Linked DNA regions of Mus musculus: regions 1 and 2 are each linked to region 3. The links are chromatin contacts, called in public promoter capture Hi-C maps. All regions are on one chromosome and are shown on one strand. The core of a region is the stretch at or near the end of the contact, and the rest is flanking DNA. Distances in the headings are between cores, read along the strand shown.

What was found. Promoter capture Hi-C pulls out the DNA fragments that hold promoters and counts their contacts.
Region 1: a promoter capture Hi-C map of hippocampal neurons shows a contact between it and region 3, with 2.2 times the contacts expected there. The contact joins the promoter of D6Wsu163e here to the promoter of Ano2 in region 3. A contact is called at or near these places in 2 of 39 promoter capture datasets (hippocampal neurons and stem cell-derived epiblast-like cells).
Region 2: a promoter capture Hi-C map of stem cell-derived epiblast-like cells shows a contact between it and region 3, with 3 times the contacts expected there. The contact joins the promoter of Kcna6 here to the promoter of Ano2 in region 3. A contact is called at or near these places in 2 of 39 promoter capture datasets (hippocampal neurons and stem cell-derived epiblast-like cells).

What each region holds. Positions count from the first base shown.
Region 1 is chr6:126,938,235-126,942,024 of GRCm38.p6, reverse strand. D6Wsu163e (DNA segment, Chr 6, Wayne State University 163, expressed) reads right to left here and starts at 2,059. Exons shown (of 14, transcript NM_138594.3): 1 at 1,999-2,059. It overlaps Rad51ap1 (RAD51 associated protein 1), which reads left to right and starts at 2,438. Exons shown (of 9, transcript NM_009013.4): 1 at 2,438-2,531. The coding sequence starts at 2,515.
Region 2 is chr6:126,738,752-126,742,181 of GRCm38.p6, reverse strand. It overlaps Kcna6 (potassium voltage-gated channel, shaker-related, subfamily, member 6), which reads left to right and starts at 1,508. Exons shown (of 2, transcript NM_013568.6): 1 at 1,508-3,430. The coding sequence starts at 2,258. All of the region lies in intron 2 of Gm33581 (a long non-coding RNA gene), which reads right to left.
Region 3 is chr6:125,689,113-125,692,561 of GRCm38.p6, reverse strand. It overlaps Ano2 (anoctamin 2), which reads right to left and starts at 1,943. Exons shown (of 25, transcript NM_001364562.1): 1 at 1,818-1,943. The coding sequence starts at 1,839.

The DNA of each region.
Region 1 (3,790 bases), core at 810-3,309, 1.2 Mb before region 3:
TATTATAGTGTTTCCTGCTTATTCCTGCACATTCATCTTCGTGACAAAAACCAAATGCTGCTTCTTCCTTTTTTTTTAAAATGAAAAGTTATTTTAAAGTTAATTTCAGAGCAAACAATATGCTCAAGAAGTACTTTTACTCCTAGGGAAGAATAACAAGTAGTTAATACAAGGGAAGGTACAGAGTGGGGGGGGGGCAAGAGGAAATGCTGGAGGAGGGACGGGTTGGGGGTCTGTAAGTGTACAGCTAGCTTACGGAACTCATACAAGTGGCCAAACACAACGGAGACCCAGTGGTAGCTTGAAGATGTTTGATGTTGAAGGTCAGGAGATGTATCAGAAAAAGGATATGGGAACACAAGAAAGATCTCCAAGTAGGAAGCACGGGCACAGAACAGACCACACAGGATGCTGCCCAAGGCACACTGAACACTACTCAGAGAAAAGAAAATGCAGTAAAGACAGTAGGAGTCGAGGTCCCTTAAAGAGCTAGCCATCAGTCTATGTATACACACATATATGTACATATATATGTATGCATTTATATATATATATATATATATATATATATATATATATATATATATGAACTCCCAGGACAGTAGAGATTGTTGTCATTGTTCTTGGTCGTCCATAAAAACTAGATGATAAACTCTGTTGTTAAAGACACTGCACAGCTCAATTGATGATATAAAAAAGCCAAGCTGGAACTCTGCTGGAAGCTTCCTCTTTGCTGGCTATCTTTTATGGTCCTTGAAGATACTAAGGAGGCTGCTATAAGAGAAATTTCATTACTGGTCCAACCCAGCTGTGGACTCTATGAACTCTACTAACCTGCCAGGCAAGACATGCTCATCTGGGCACTAGGGTACCATTATGAGGGTATCCAATTTGCTCTGACTGGATTTGAGGTCAGCTCTATAGGAGCATACCCCTGCCTGGCACTATGATTCCTGTTGGAAACCCATAGCAGGGAAGATGATGGGCCCTGGGGGGGAACATAAATACTGTTGTTCAGTTAAATGGACACTGTCAAACCACCATGTCTATACCCACGACAAGTGCTACTCCCAGACTTAATCAGAGAATTGTCTCTTTCCAGTGAACTATAATGAATGTACAGACTCCAGGTGCCACAAGGTGAGAACATGTGATGGATGGGGACTCGGCCCTAAACAAGGCATTTATACCACCTCTGTGAAGGTTCAAGGAACACTGCAGAATAGGAAGTGGAAAAATAGAGGAACCAGATCATAGAGAGGAAGACAAAATGCCACCTTCTGACAAGACGCTGCCATTACAGCAGTAAACTCACTGCAGTGTCAGAGGTCTGCATAAGATTAGCCTCAGCAGCAGCAGAGGGAAGAGAGAAGACGACTCAGAATGACCCATGTGTCATTAAGGAACTGTTTTCTATGGGCAGATTCAGGAAAAGGGAAGTTATTTTTCAGTTGTGTGCCCACGGGTGCCCCCACCAGGCTCCAATGAGTAGTCGCAATTCAATAGTCTGGTCTAATTAAGATATAGGGTCACAAAAACAAACAAAACCAAACCAAAACAAAAAAAACCCAACGACATGAATCTAGAAAGGGGACTGGTGGAAATGCAGAGATTAGAGGGATGGGCAAGTTAGTAGGGACAGGTGCGACATAAGGTGAGACAGTAATTAGAATACATTGTAACATGAAACAGAACAAAACCAATAAAAACACACGTTTTCATGTTACTCTTTGTTCCTGTGGTCTGTTGCTCTCAGGATACAATTCATCGTAATCCAGTTTACGTCTCCGAATTCTCTGGGTGTGCCTACACCCTGTCAGAGCAACATGCAAAACGACAAGCCTAGTTGACCACAAACACTGAACTGGCAATGGCAAGCTGCACTCCAGCACTTTAGATGGCCCTTAGAAGACTCCTTCTGTTCTTTAAGTCTGTACCAGATACCGTCATTGGGTCCTCCACACTGAAGGGGCTTCTTCGCTGTGGGCTCGAACTCACCTCTCTCATCAGACACCAAAGCACACTTGGAGCTGTCAACGCAGAACTGCCCAAATAAGTCAGCTGACTTCTTGCTTTTTTTTTTTTAACCTCCAATAGATCCACTTTGGCAGATTCGGAACTCATGTTTCTCTTTCCTCAAGCGCCAAGGAAAACGCCTATCCAAGACCCCCTTTGTTCCAGTTATTTTTAAGTTAGTCATTCTAAATATTGGAGGCGTGTCGCTATTTTTATATTGTATTTTAGACTCGGTACCAAATCGCAATTGTGACGAAAGTGCAGTATCAAAACAAAAGCTAAGTCTGAGCAGACAGGATCCAGGATGGCGTGCCCGGGCCACGGTGTGTGTGCGCAGGCGCCCTCTCTTCAGCACGCAGGCGCCGCCTCAGGCAGGCGAGCGGTGATTGGCGGGCTGGCGCAGCGGGGCGTGGAGCGCGACGTCTGGTTTTCGGCGGGAATTGAAACCGCCACAGCTGCTCCCCAGCTCCAGAGCACTGCTGCTCTAGGCAGGGCACCATGGTGCGTCCTATCAGGTGAGTGGTTGGTGACGTCCCGCGGGGCAGAGAGGAAGGACGGGGACGATGGGGGCCACTGTCATGCATGGTTGCGGGAGAGGACGAGATCCGACAGAGGGCAGCGCGATTGGGTGGGTGCTCGTCGCCAGTCTCCGGTGAGAGCCACCCGCTGCTCAGAGGAGCCCGCCTGGCATCTCGCTTGCCGCCCCTCGGCCTCCTTCTGCAGCTGTCGCCCCTGAGTCACCCCACTCCAGAGGGACCTGGTAGGCTAGCATTTGAGTCGCGCTTAACGCGACAGCGAGCGACCGCGTTAAGTGGCTGTCATACGTTGAGCGATACAGAAAAAGCAGGTGTGCCTATTCCCTCAAATCCCTAGGCAGAGAGGCCCATTTAACTTCCAGCTCAAGCCGTGGTGCCCTGTCACATGACCCCCAGTTCCTATCTGCTTTCCTTTAGACTGTTGGAATCTCTCTGTGATCACAACCGGGATGCCAGGCTGGCCATCCATTTAGTAGAATGACTGAATATAGCTGAGACTATGGCCCAGTGGTCCAGTGATTGCCTAGCAGATGAGAGGCCCCCAGCTTCAAACCCCAGTCCTGCAAAACCAAACAACAATAAACTTAGTGAATTCTCCTAGGCCTGTATTGTACTAAGAGCTGGAGGCTACACTCTATTGGAAGAGGGGTGGGGAGAGATAAGGGGGAGTAACAAAATAAACACCACAATGTAACATAGGAGGAAGGAGAAAAGCCTTACTTTAAATCATATGAACGCGTTACCTAGGTAAAATGTAAGGGGCATTCACATGAAATAGGAGCCAAAGCCCAAGGTTCACCATGTTTGAGAAGCAGATTGAAGGTGTGGGATGAACAAGCATGTGGATGGATTGAGGACTGAGTCAGATAGATTACAAAGCAGTTGTAATCTATCTAAATCTATCTAAAGCAGCTTGTAGGTCTTAGGAGTTTGAATTTTATTTGAGACAAATGGGAAATCTGTAGTTTCAGTGGTGGAGGGCCTGAGATATTCTCATTTCACTTTTATAAAGGCCACCGGCTGTTGGTTGGCTCTGAGGGGGACTGGAGTGGCCAGAGCGAAAGCAGGGGGGAGGGGGGAATTGAGATGCTATCAGTTGTGTGTGACTTTGGCACTGTGTGTGTGTGTGTGTGTGTGGTGTGGAGATGGAGCAAGTAAGTTTAGGGTTTTTTTTGTTTTGTTTTAAGATTTATTTATATGAGTACACTGTAGCTGTTCCCAGATACACCAGAAGGGGG
Region 2 (3,430 bases), core at 259-2,758, 1.1 Mb before region 3:
TTCACTGAACTGTGCATGCGAGGGGAAGGAATGGAAACCAAGTCAAACATAAGAGAGGCAGAGGTTGAGGCTAGGAGACCTGGGGAGGGACAGGCGGGAGCCCAAGCTTCCATGTGTGATGAAGTCAGCATCATCTCCACTCGATTTCCTCCCTACAGGTCCAAGAACTCTGGTTTCCTCCCCTGCCTCATCCCTCTGGGAGCACCTGCTGTGAAAACTGCTGTGGTTTAAAAACAGTCTGTCTAGATCGTATGGCTAAAAACCCATACATGCATCTCATGGCTTGAGAGAATCTTATGTGCCATTACTGTCCTTATCCTACGGACGCTCTTTCTTATGAAGAAACACTGGCCGTTGCCAGCCAATCAACTGTGGCCACGGCAAGTCAAGAGCAAGCTACCTGGTAGTCTGAAACCAGGTGCACCATCCAGCGACTTCATCCACGTGATCTAGGGAGGAAGCCTTTGGGAGAATGGATGGAAAATCTTTTTGGCATTCTAAGAGAGGCAGAGTAGTTTGTCCCATTCAAATCCTACCAAATGAGACTCTATGGCCTAGAAGGGGAGGCCATCTTTCTGGTAAAGCAACTAAAATGTGTTTATTAGATGCTCATCACACATAGCTACATTGTTTATTGACACTTTGACTACCTCCTTTTTGTTTTTCCTTTCCTCCCTTTTCTTGACACAGATAAGTATAAATTGCAGAATCTTTTTATTTACTTTTTTCTTTTCTTCTTTTTTTCTCCAAAGGAGGCGTGAAGCAAAGATTCTTGGCTGCTATTCCTTGTATATAGTGTTTCTTCAATATCATAGTCTTCTGGTGCTTTTTCATGGAGATGATGGTGGACGTCTTCAGGACTCCATGAGAGCACTGGGCACGGGCAGGCTTTTCCTCCCCTCTTACTATCACTGCGCCTTGAAAGAGAGCTGCAGCCTTGCCTTTCCAGGTTGCAAAAGTGAGAGTCTGATGGGGAATTAACATTGGGACACAGCCTAAATGGAAAGCTCTCAAGACATTTAAAAATACTTCATCTTCCCCCCCCCCCCAGGAGAGGTTGAAAATGGCAAACATGTCTTCATGGATATAAAAAACATGGATTTTTCCCTCTCCTGTCCCCCCCCGACCCCCCCAAGTAAATAGCTGTGGAGGGGTCAGGTGCTGTGTATAGCTTATTGGGCAGGGGTGTGTTGTGGGCCAGCGTATGTGATTTCTTTTTGCTGAAATACACTGAGCAGGTCAGCTCGGTGAACAGAAACGAGAAGAGATGACTATGGAGAGATGGAGTGGGTGTGTTATTAGGATACTGCGGCTTGGTTGGGGTGGGGGTGGGGGCGTGCGTGTGAATGTGAGAAAGCAAGAGGCATGCCAGGAGAGCGCGGGAAAGATTACTGGGGAGGCAAGTATACACATCTCTCCCCAGCATCCAGGCTTGCTGCAGCCCCTGACTGGGTAAGGGGTGTGATGTGAGAGTGGGGTGGGCAGCAGGCGGGGCCTGCCACGTCACTTGGAGAGTGTGTTAAGGAGGAAGGGCAGAGCTGAGAGCTGAGCCTGCTGCTGCTGTTGCTGCTGCTGCTGCTGCTGCTGCTGCTGTTGCTGCTGCTGGGGCTGCTGCGGGTGCAGGCAAGGCTTGAAGCGGTGGGGAGGTGGGTCTCCGCGCTTCGGCGCCCGGGAAGGCCCAGGGCGATTCCGAGGCCTCTAGAACAGCTAGCTCCTGGGGAAGAAGGTGGCGGCTGCAATCGCGACCTTGGCCAGACCTAGTTCGGTGGTGGACGTAGGGCGGAGGCGGAGGCCGAGCCCGGGCAGGAGTCTTTGGTGAGCCAGAGGGAGGCGCATCTGGCGCTTAGGTACCAGCGGCAACCCAGAGTCGTGTGCAGCTGGAGAAGCGCAGTAGGACCTGGTGAGAGCCAGCAGGTCTGGAGGGCGGACCTGTGGGTCCTGAGCCCAGTTTTAGGCACCATCGAGAGCTAAGCCACGCGTCTTTTCGGGCAGCCAGTTTCACGCGCGCGACAGTTTGCGGGTTCCAGGCATCTCAGAAATCCTGAGCACGGAGGCGCGGCTATTGAGAGCCAGAGCCACTTCCCAGACCTAGCCTGGCAGAGGGACCAGCTGCAGGGCTCACCGACCTAACCGCCAGGTCAGAGCACGGGCCCCACCCTAAAGGAGGGCACAGCCGAAGCTGTGAAGCGGGTGCCGCTCTCTGGAGCTCGTGTCGTGGGCGCCGTCCTAGTGGCGGGGAGCGCACCGCCGAGGTGACATGAGATCGGAGAAATCCCTGACGCTGGCGGCGCCGGGGGAGGTCCGTGGGCCGGAGGGGGAGCAACAGGATGCGGGTGAGTTCCAGGAGGCCGAGGGCGGCGGCGGCTGCTGTAGTAGTGAGAGGTTGGTGATCAACATCTCCGGGCTGCGCTTCGAGACGCAGCTGCGCACCCTGTCGCTGTTCCCTGACACGCTGCTAGGAGACCCTGGCCGCAGAGTCCGTTTCTTTGACCCCTTGAGGAACGAGTACTTCTTTGACCGCAACCGACCCAGCTTCGACGCTATCCTTTATTACTATCAATCTGGAGGTCGCCTGCGCAGGCCTGTTAATGTGCCCCTGGACATTTTTATGGAAGAGATCCGCTTCTATCAGTTGGGAGAGGAAGCCCTGGCGGCCTTCCGGGAGGATGAGGGTTGCCTGCCCGAAGGTGGCGAGGATGAGAAACCACTCCCCTCCCAGCCTTTCCAGCGACAGGTCTGGCTTCTCTTTGAGTACCCGGAGAGTTCCGGGCCCGCCCGAGGCATCGCCATCGTCTCAGTATTGGTCATCCTCATCTCCATCGTCATCTTTTGCCTGGAGACCTTGCCTCAATTCCGTGCAGATGGGCGCGGTGGAAGCAACGAGGGTAGTGGGACCCGCTTGTCTCCGGCCTCCAGGAGCCACGAGGAAGAAGATGAGGATGAAGATTCCTATGCATTTCCTGGTAGCATTCCCTCTGGGGGGTTGGGGACTGGAGGAACATCTTCACTTAGTACTCTCGGGGGTTCTTTCTTCACAGACCCCTTCTTCTTGGTGGAAACTCTGTGTATCGTCTGGTTCACGTTTGAGCTCCTGGTGCGCTTCTCTGCCTGTCCCAGCAAGGCGGCCTTCTTTCGCAATATCATGAACATCATTGACTTGGTGGCCATTTTCCCCTACTTTATCACCTTGGGCACCGAGCTAGTGCAACGTCACGAGCAGCAGTCTGTGAGTGGTGGCAGTGGTCAGAATGGGCAGCAGGCCATGTCCCTAGCCATCCTCAGGGTGATCCGCCTGGTCCGGGTGTTCCGAATCTTCAAGCTCTCCCGCCATTCCAAGGGGCTGCAGATCCTGGGTAAGACCTTACAGGCGTCCATGCGGGAGCTCGGGCTGCTCATCTTCTTCCTCTTCATCGGAGTCATCCTCTTTTCC
Region 3 (3,449 bases), core at 694-3,193:
ATTATGTCAGTCATCTGCTAGTTTGGGGTACGTTGGAGTGCTTGATAAAGAATAGCCTTCATTTTCCTTTGGATACAAGAACATTTGGCCTCAGATGTAAGACACAATGTCAGACTCATCCTTACCACTTACCCCAACCCTATCCCTGACCCTGACCCTGACCCTGACCTCCTGATCACACTGCTCCAGCCACTGGCTGCCCCTTGGTCCTTGGACAACCCCATCACTTTCATGCCATGAGTCCTATGATCTCTTTGCTAACCATTCTCTAGGTATCTCCATGTTACCTATTTAGAGAGGTCCTCCTTAACCACCTGGCCACAAGTAAAGACCAGCAGAGATGGAAGCTCTTTTGTACCAGCCCCTCCCCCCAATCTCGAGCTGTCAAATTCATGGTTTCCCTGTGCTCTAGACATCTCATGTGCAGGATGGGATAGAAGGCTTCTCTCATCCGGCAGAAATGAGCCACTGAATAGATGGGATTAAAAAAAAAATCAGATCCTCAGAAAATAAGAGAAGAGCTGGACCTGGGTTGGTGTCTGGAACCCACCCCCAACCCCCGTTCAACCTCTTCAATCAGCTACCACTGTGGTGCTAAGACACATAGAGGCAACCAGGGGACAGAAGAGGCTGCTGAACAGGGCCTTCCTGGGGCTTCAGAGACCAGCATGGCAGTGCCTGGCAGAACAGTAACAGAACCACATGGGCCCTTGATGTCTAGCAGCTGGTGCAGAGTGACCCTGAGGTTCCTTGAGGGGACTGGTGTCAGGTCTCAAAATTCAGACAGGTGAAGGGATCAAAGAGTGTCACTGTCATCTTAAGAAACAGTTTCTACAACTCTAATACATACACACTCATTCACTCACACACACACTCATTCACACATATACATACACACACTTATATATACACACATACATATACACACATACATATACACACTCATACACACACATATACATACTTATACACACAGTCATATACACACATACTCATACACACATATACATACATACTCATACACAAGAACATAAACACATATACTCACATGTGTACACATATACACATATGTACATACTCATACACACATCTTGTCTAAGATTCTCCTACCACCTGCCACTTGCCTGTGGGCTAACGTCTGACCATCCTCAGTAGGACCTCCCTCCCTGGCCAGGGCCCACATAATCCCTGGAAATATCTGTTTGTAGGACTATGACTAACACTTGCCTGCAAATCCCTTCACCTTGTTCACTCCCAAGCCACAGGCACCTCTCATTCCAACTCCAACAACAAAATAGCCAGCAACTCCCACCCCAAGCAAAGACAAGCTCCCAATAGATCTGATTTTCAAGGCACAGTAAAATAACATCCTTGGTGCCCCCAAACCTTACCTCAGTCTGCCTTTCTTCTAAAAAAAACACTTGTGAAAATGTCATACCTGTACTTGCCTGCACCCAAGGAAAGTGGCTCGTGTCAGAGGCCACAGGGATGCTGTGTCCTCAGTGCACTGTCAGATCAACCTGGCTACGGTCTTACTTACCCTCAGATTATATGTAGCAAGGAGAAGCAAAGTAGAACTGGTGACCAGCCACTGAGAGGGGACACCAGCCCTCTGCCACTTGTCCCCTCCTTGATAAAATATGTAAATAAAAATAAGACTTTAGAGAATTACTCAGGCACCCTCACCTTCCCTACCTCAGGGAAGTCCACTTGACGTCACTCATCCCAAAGAACAGGTGTTAGAATCCCTTCTCTTCCACATCTTCCTTCAATTAGTGGGATGCTGAGAGCCAGGGTCCTGGGGAGGGGAAACTTACCTCGCAGCCCAGGGGCCGCCATGGTGCTGGTCCCCAGATGCCAAGCCCCTTGGCTGCCCTCGCTCCACTCTGGATAGGCTTATGTGGCTGCCAGGGAGTTAATTCCATCGCGGCTCAGCTCTGTCTGGACGTGCCCGCCCCTCGCCAGCGGCTGCCACCTCCTCCAATCCATCCCTCTCCCTGGGCAGTTCCCTGCGCTCCTCCTTCGCAGAGACTAGCCCAACTTCCAGAAAGGATCCCTTTCTCAGGTGCAGCCAGAGACACGCTGGGGTCATGCATGGGCTGCGGGCCAGGGAGTAAATGCTGCTGGCGCTCCTCCACTCCACTCAGGAGCCTGAGTGAGCGCCACACAGCCGGGCTCGCCTGTGATAATTCAGCCGGATTATCTCATGAACTGCCTGGCTGATTAGTTTCCAGTCCCCAGCGAAGCCTCCTTCCTGTGGCACCAGTCTGCCGGCTATAGCCCTGAGTAGTAGTAGGGACTTAAACAGCAAGATGAGGCTACTCCGGTCTGGAGGGGGTGGGGGGAAACATGCAGCCCCGAGTGTACACAAGGACAAGGGGCAGAGGGGAGAGGGCATGTGTTAATTTGAGCTTCCCCAGGAGACTCTAGGGCAGTGAGGAGTGTGCCTAGAATTTAAAAGCTGTGAGACAAGAGTGGTGTGTGCTTTCCTAGAGTGGCTTAGGGACCTGACCATGGACAGAGGAGGGGTGAAGAGAAAGCCTCCAAAGGGCCATTTCCAGGATGTGAGCTACATTCCAAGATGCCAGAAGCAAATGACGCTCCTTGATGTTATGCCTCCTCCTCGGTGGGAAAGCATTACATCAGCATCAAGTACGCTGTTTGTGATCGCTGAATCTGAGAGATGTCTGTCCCCTGTTTTACAGAAGACAGTGGCAGAAACCCAACCAAATGGAAAGAAAACAGAAAGCATCGTGGTCCAGCCTCGAGGATTAATGGCTGGTGTCTATCTAAACCTCTTGACTTCGGGAGTCTCTCAAGTGCTTTGCTTTGCCCAGCATTCATACTTCAGTCTCAGCCTCCAGTCTATGAGGCAGTGACTTCCATTTATCCATTTCACACATGAAGCGTCCACAGTCTGTGTGCCCCAGGTTCCAAAGCGGGCTGCCTGCTCTGGTGTCCCAGCTCAGAACACCTTGCAGTTTCGCATCTCCCTCTTTTTCCCTTCGTTCTCCTTCCTTCACCTGCTTCCTGCTTCCAGGGACCCTTCTCCATGTCATCTCCACTCCTAAATTACTAAAAAGGCACTCGCCTGCTATCCATCCCTCTTCCATCCTCCCACAAGGAGTTTTTCCATGACACCCCCTAAAACATGTTTAAGGGCTACCCTAGTTACTTTTCTGTTGTTTGTTTTGTTGTGGTGGTTGTTGTTGTTGTTGCTGCTGCTGCTGCTGCTGCTGCTGCTGCTGCTGCTGCTGCTGCTGCTATTTTAAAGCAGCTGGGGAAGAAAAAGTTTATTGAACATACATAAACTTCCAGGTCACAGTCCATCATTGAGGGAAGTCAGGGCAGACACTGAAGGCAAAAACCCCAGACACAAGAACCATGGAGGAACACTGTTCCAGGCTCTCTCTAGTTCAATTCAGCTCTGTGAAGACCCAGCTGCTGGG